Linked DNA regions of Sus scrofa: region 1 is linked to region 2. The links are chromatin contacts, called in public promoter capture Hi-C maps. All regions are on one chromosome and are shown on one strand. Each heading gives the region's core, a stretch centred on a gene start, on an enhancer-like site or on the middle of the called end of the contact. The rest is flanking DNA. Distances are from core to core; before and after follow the strand shown.

Region 1 (3,538 bases), core at 505-3,004, 61 kb after region 2:
CAGGGGTTGAATTGGAGCTGCAGCTACCGGTCTACACCACAGCCACTGCAACTCAGGATCCCAACCACCTCTTCAACCTACACCACAGTTCATGGCAACACCAGATCCTTGACCCACTGAGCAAGGCCAGAGATCAAACCTGTATTCTTGTGGATACCAGTCAGGTTCATTACTGCTGAGCCACAATGGGAACTCCTGCAAGAGGTTTTTTTTAATCGCATCCTCATGTTTAAAAGTTATGTGCATGTCTTAAATTGGAGGTAGTGCTTTATTAGCTATATCTTATGACAAAGTCTTTTTCCAAAAAGAAATAATAATACTATCTTCATCATAGTTGGAACTACTATTAATTTTTTTTAATTCATAATCAAAAAAAATTAAATGAGTTGATATATTTGGATAAAACCACTGATGACTTTATTGCTATCTTGTGGTTAAAGTTTATGCCTGTCATGGACTTTAAGGGTATTATGCTAAGTAAAATGTCAGACAGAGAACTGTATGATTTCACTTATATGTGGAATATGATTTCACTCATAAAAAACAGACAAGGAGGGAGTTCCTGCTGTGATGGTACAGGGGATTAAGGATCCAGTGTTGTCTCTGTGGTGGCTTGGGTCACTGCTGAGGCACGGGTTCAATCCCCAGTCATGCACAGTGGGTTAAGGATCCAGTGTTGCTGCAGCTGTGGCATAGGTTGCAGCTGCAGCTTGAATTTGATCCCTGGCCCATGAACTTTCATATGCCATGAGTTCAGCTGAAAAACTAAAAACAGACAGGGAGTTCCCTGATGGCCTAGCAATTCAAGATTTGGTATTGTCACTGCTGTGGCTCAGGTTTAACCCCTGGCCTAGGAAATTCCACATGCCACGGGTGTAGCCAAAAAAAAAAAAAACAAAAAAAAAAAAACAAAAAACAAAAAAAACCCCAAAATAAGTGAACAAACCAAACCTAACAAATCAAGCATGTAGATAACAGAGTACAGAGTAGTGGTTACCGGAGGGGAAGGCAATGGGGGAGGGTAGATGAATAAAGGGGGTAAACTGTATGAAGGATGAAAACCTAATTTTGTTGGTGAGCACACTGTAGTGTATATAGAAGTAGAAAAGTGGAAGTATAAGTTGTACACATGAAACTTCTATACTGGTATAAACCAGTGCTACCTCAATAAAAAATAAATTTTTAAAAATGTATGCTATCTTGGAGGTATAGGCTATCTGAGCACCTAACAGAGTATTATGCTACTCTAGGTCTTGAGCATTTCATCCATCATGGTCTGCCATCTCAAACTTCTCTTTTAGCTGTTAAGAATGTCTGCTCAAGTTCCAGTGGCTCCTGGGCATATTGTTTAAATTAGTTTGCTGTCTATAATTCATTTAAAATGGAGTGTGGCACTCTACCTTGAACAGCCTAAATCAAGAGGAAATGACTTTTGCCTATCAACCAGAGGATCTCTGGCTGAACTGACTCTTTAGAATGCTTTTGGAAGACCTGAAAATGTAGGAATGCAGAACTGAAGGATTTTTAAGGATAGGTTTTCTCCTCCTCCACCTTCTAGTGTCTTAATCCGTAATTGATGCTGACATATCTCTGTTCAGTTAATGTTCCTTGTCCTGGAAGGAATAAGACGTGTAGGTTGTGAGCTTTGTTCTACTCCCAATGTTGCTTCTGTTTGCAGAATGAACAGCTGACTTTGGCTGATATTTGCGGATACCTGCAGGATCTGATGTTGACTTCAGAGTCACAAACAAGCCCTTCTTTTGGCACAGAGTTTTTGTTCCTCTGCCAGTTCAAATGAGGCTCCTCTTTTGTTTTGTGCAACCACAGGGTGCCTCTGGCTTTCTCTAGGTTAATCACAGACAAGGCCCCACTGTTTGATATGTGTCAGCTGAGAGTTCAACAAAAGCCCAGACCTAAATCTCGAATAACAAGAGGAAGAAGGATGCCTCCTTATCGGCCGATGTCTTATCAAGTGCCTATTGGATCTTAGAATGGACTCAGACCCAGCACTTAATTGACTGGTACCACTTAGGGTATAATTTACAACACACAGTATTAGGAAGCCTGTAATTAATTGTTGGTAAACGTGAAGATGCAGCCACAGTTTTTTTTAAAACCATTGTGGTGATCACTATCTCAATATGCTGGTTAGACCCTGAAGACTGGCTCCATAGGCAGTAGGTCTTACATATAATGCACATATAAATTATGTGTTAGTACAGGGAACTATATCCAGTCTCTTGGGATAGACCACGATGGAAGATAATATAAGAGAGGAAATGTATATATGGTATGACTGGGTCACTTTACTGTACAGCAGAAATTGGCACAACATTGTAAATCAACTATACTTTAATAAATAGTGTGTTAGTAGAAATAGCCCCATTTAAGAAGAAACAAAAAAACCCTAACTCTTAGATCGACTTATTGCTACAATGTCTTGAAAAGTTTGACTCCTACCCTATTACTACCTGCCATTCTCATGCCCTGGTAACTAACTATAGTCTTTTACTTTAAACATTTCATATTAGTTCATCATTTCCCCAGGCCAGTTGTCCTTACACCAAGTTTGGGCATTCCATATTGTAACAAACTTCCTATCACTGCTGGCAGACTAGCTGTATTTTGACAGTATTCCTGCACATAGCCACACACAGATAAATTTTTATGGCAGGGTCATTTAAAATCCCATTAGAAGCAGGTAATTCTGATTTTGAACAACAGTCACAGGTTAGGATTCTGAATGAGATTCTAGCATATCCTAATTCCAGGAATTTTGTGAAAACATTATCTGCAAACGGTCTAGCACATACGCTAAATTGCAGTTATTTTTATCATTTGACACTGTTCATTCTTTAGTTTACCATATAAATTTAAGGTTTAGTCACACTGTCATTAATCTTAACAGTGACAATTTTATTAATTCCAGCAAAGTCCAGAATGTTTGGTTTTCTTTTCTCCTTTTCATTGTGACACGCAGGAATGTATGAGATAAGTGGTCCCAGAGAGTCATGAATCACTGATTTGCTTTAAGATAAAGCACCTGAAGCCTCCTAAATATGTGAAATTTTGTTTGGAGACATACAGAGGTTCAGATTCTATTTTTTAACACACCTTCAAAGTCATATCACCAGAAAAGTTCTTGCGAATATCGAACACAAGCCACAGTTCCAGCTGGCATCCTCCTGCTCAGGCCCAGTGGAAGTGAAGAACCTCAAACAGTCCTGTCTTTATGTTTAGAGTAGTCCTTGCCCTCCTCTATCCACTTTTTCCTGAGGCCCCAAGGACCTGATTTTAAAATTTCAGTATACAAAGCATGCAGTTTTAATTTCCCAAAAGTTACTCACAGATGTACTCAGACTTCTGCTAGATCATACCAGGGAAATAAAGATCATTTAATCAAATTCAAACTAGACACTAAATTAAACATTTCCAATGTCATTGGTAACTCTGATAATGAACTTTTATTGAGTAACTATTGTGGTCTGCATGCTCTCTTTTTTCTTTTCAACAAGAAAATTGTTTTGATATATTTCAT
Region 2 (3,242 bases), core at 195-2,694:
GGTTCCTAGTCGGATTCGTTAACCACTGCGCCACGACGGGAACTCCTCATCTCTCTTTTCAATTGACTCTCAGCACCACGTTTGAGTTTTTACATCTGGCTATATAATTGAGTTCTTTACAAGGAATAATCTACCTCAAGACTGGTCCTGCTGTGATAGGAGGAATTGCTTCCAAGAACCACCATCCACATGGCTTCACTTAAGCCATGTGGCCAGCCAAGAGAGAGTGACAGAACTATCACCACTCCAGTTGTCCAGGCTTTTGGCCCCTTGATTGCCTCTTCATTCCCTGTAAGGCCTTATACCTGTGTAGTAAGCGTGTGTGTAAAGATAGAAGGGTATGTCACAGGAAAACGGGGAATGGGGGAGTTGTGTTCCCCAGCCACGTCGAACTTGAATAAATGGGGTTCCGTAAATACCGAGTGATTTGAAGGAAAGTGGACATACAACCCGAAGCAATCAAAGGGAAGGCTATCTTACTTAATACTGGGGATAGATGTTTTTCTTTCTGCCTCTCAGGTCCAAAGCGGGGAAGAAGGACCAGTGGCTTAGGTTGTAAACCTTAAGGTTAAGGACTCTTTCTGTTGAGCATAGCTCTCAGCAGTCAACTAAATGTGAAACGTTTAAATAGCAAGGTAAGTATACCTTATGGAAGATAAGACTGAAAGAGCTCCACCAGCAGGACCCCTACACAGAGCCTACCATAAAGAGGGCTTAATCAACTCTAGAAGGACTGTTAAAGTATCACCTACTGAAAGTGTGCTCTTTCCCAGCACCTCTTATTGGAGTTTCTCTATGTGGGTGTGATCCTAAGAGAGGAGTGGGTGAGAAAGAGAGTGTGCTGGGTACAATTTGTGTATATGCAAGAGAATACCGAAACTCTCAATGAGGAATAACATATGTTTCTAGGAGTGCATCTGTGCAAAAAAGACACGGTCCCCGAAATTGTGCTAAGGGGGATAAAAACCCTATTTTAAAAAGTTTTTATTTTACACATGTCATCTTTTTGTCATATTTCCTCCTACTGTCTTGTCCGCCTGATCAAACAGCCCTTTCCCACCTCAGGTCCATGAAACATTTCGAACAGTCTGACAGCCTGACAAACCAGACAGACTACTCACTCGGGGATCCCAGAGGCAAACCTCGGCCCGAGAGCAGAAGTGACTCCAGGGCGCACCTGCCTGGAGGTCGTCCTTCGTCCATCCAGCGGAAATTACAAGGATTCGTAGGGCAGGGCCGAGGCCCGGCAAGGCATTGAGAGCCAGTAGTAGCAGGCCGGACCCGCAGGATCCAAGGTGACCTGGAGAGTGTGCACGACCAGGGGCGGACTGAGCCCTCTCCCGCTTCCCTGCGGTGAGTTCATCTCGCCAGGTGTCGGCGCGCGCGGCCGGCCTGCCCCCCACTCCCCAGCCGAGTGCGCCTGCCCGGTTGGAGCCGCGCCCAGTTCCCGGGTGAAGGCCGGGCGCCTGGCGCCCCAGGCCGCGCTCCCGGGAGCTCTGGCCTCTCACCGGCGGGGAGGCGGGGCCGGAGGAGGGGCTGGGACGGTGGGGTTGGGCCGGCGGGATTGGGCCGGCGGGGCGGGGTTCGCGCCCAGTGCCCGGGACTCCGCAGCAGCTTCCCCTGCAGGTCTCCAGCAGGCGAGCGGCTCGGTCGCCCTCTCCAGCCCCATGGCAGCCCCTGGCTCCCCGGCTGAGTGCGGCTACATCCGGACGGTCCTGGGCCAGCAGATCCTGGGGCAGCTGGACAGCTCCAGCCTGGCCCTGCCCTCTGAGGCCAAGCTGAAGCTGGCAGGAAGCAGCGGTCGCAGCGGCCAGGCGGTCAAGAGCCTCCGGATCCAGGAGCAGGTGCAGCAGACCCTGGCCCGGAAGGGCCGCAATTTCGTGGGCAACGGTGAGTAAAGCCCTGCCGCCTTCTGCATCGCTCTCACCGTGCCTTTTACCCATTCCCTACTCCTTCCTCACCCTCAGTGCCCAGTTGCTTGGACTCCCTTCTTACTGAAGGTGCGAGACCTGGTGTTCTGCCCACCTGTTGCTCGCCAGCCCATTGTACGACCTGTCGCGCCTTCAGACTCAGACCAGCTTACTTGGGGAAAGCATTCTTCTTTTTTAAAAATAACCTCTTACTCACCCTTGTCATCTATGTCTATTAAATGCATATGTATGTATGGAAAGAATTCAGTCCAAGATTTTCACCCCTCCCTTAACCTGCTTCCCTAAGCCCTCCACCCCCACCCCGGGGACTTCATCTGTAGGCTCTGAGAGTCTGTAAACACTTTGAAATTCTGTGCAGAAATGTGGTATGTTCATTTTTCTGGAAGAAAGTGCCTCTAGCTTTTATTTAAAATTTTAAAGGATCTATGACCCCCATAAATATTTTTTAAAAAGAAAACCTGAAAGTACTGGTTTTCTGCAAGCTGTATATTGGGATTGTGGTGCCTCGCCCAGGTACCTGGGGGCACTCCACCCAGTGTACGGAGCGAGTGGTTGATCTAGGAAATGAAAAGATTGGGTAGGAGGCTTTGGGCTGGGGAACAATCACACCACCCCGCGGATGAGGAGGAGGAGAAGAAAGGGGACTTTGGCCCCGCCAGCAGCAGCCCCTCCCGCCTCGCTGCGCCCTACCAACGCACTTGTAAGCACAGCGCTGGTATCTCCAAAAAAATTAAGCTTGGAGGTGAACGAGTTTGAAAAAATAGTAGTCCTTATATTAGGTGTTTATTTTTTCATTTTAAAAGTATTATAAGTTTATTGTGGAAAAGAGAAGGGGAAAGAAATTGAACAATTAAATTGGGTTTTTTGTTATTTCCTGCAGTGTTGAACTGTTTCTCTGGGAAGTTAACCTGGGCAATGGTAAATGTAGAGCCTATAAGGAAAAAGAAAAATGCTTGCAGACCAGATCAGAGAGTTAAAACAGCCGACCTTGGGAGGCTCTATTGTTTTCCCTTTGTGTAAAAGAATCAGGCAATCAAGACTTAATTACTTAAAGGGTAAAGAGAAGATATTTAATGGTTATAGTTGATGTACTTGTGTGCTTTCTATGTGCCAGGAATTGGACTGTATGATTTGCATTCATTGTGTTATTTACGTTTCTAGGGGAAAAAAAAAAAAAAAAAAAAAAAAGCTTGTGAGGTAGTCCTTTAATCCCCATCTCACAGATGAGGAAACTAAACAGTTAAGTGACACTCAAGTTCCCACAGATTTTAAGTAGCAACTGATAGTATTTATTTATTTATTTATTTTTTG

Evidence for each region. Promoter capture Hi-C pulls out the DNA fragments that hold promoters and counts their contacts.
Region 1: a contact with region 2 is called in a promoter capture Hi-C map of liver, with 4 times the contacts expected there. The contact joins the enhancer-like site here to the promoter of PKP2 in region 2. A contact is called at or near these places in 1 of 5 promoter capture datasets (liver) and 6 of 47 Hi-C or Micro-C datasets (embryonic fibroblasts, fetal heart ventricle, heart right ventricle and 2 more).

Annotation. Positions count from the first base shown.
Region 1 is chr5:41,483,562-41,487,099 of Sscrofa11.1, forward strand. The region is part of intron 6 of PKP2 (plakophilin-2); the gene reads left to right. Among named protein-coding and RNA genes, the nearest start is that of PKP2, 61 kb to the left of the region's middle. Within about 2 kb of position 1,755, at least 8 of the 83 cell types and tissues checked have an H3K27ac peak or open chromatin away from gene starts, as enhancers often do. A contact at or near this core is called in liver, where this site is marked.
Region 2 is chr5:41,423,243-41,426,484 of Sscrofa11.1, forward strand. It overlaps PKP2 (plakophilin-2), which reads left to right and starts at 1,445. Exons shown (of 13, transcript XM_003126396.5): 1 at 1,445-1,890. The coding sequence starts at 1,668. It overlaps LOC106507506 (a long non-coding RNA gene), which reads right to left and starts at 1,287. Exons shown (of 3, transcript XR_002344052.1): 1 at 1,178-1,287.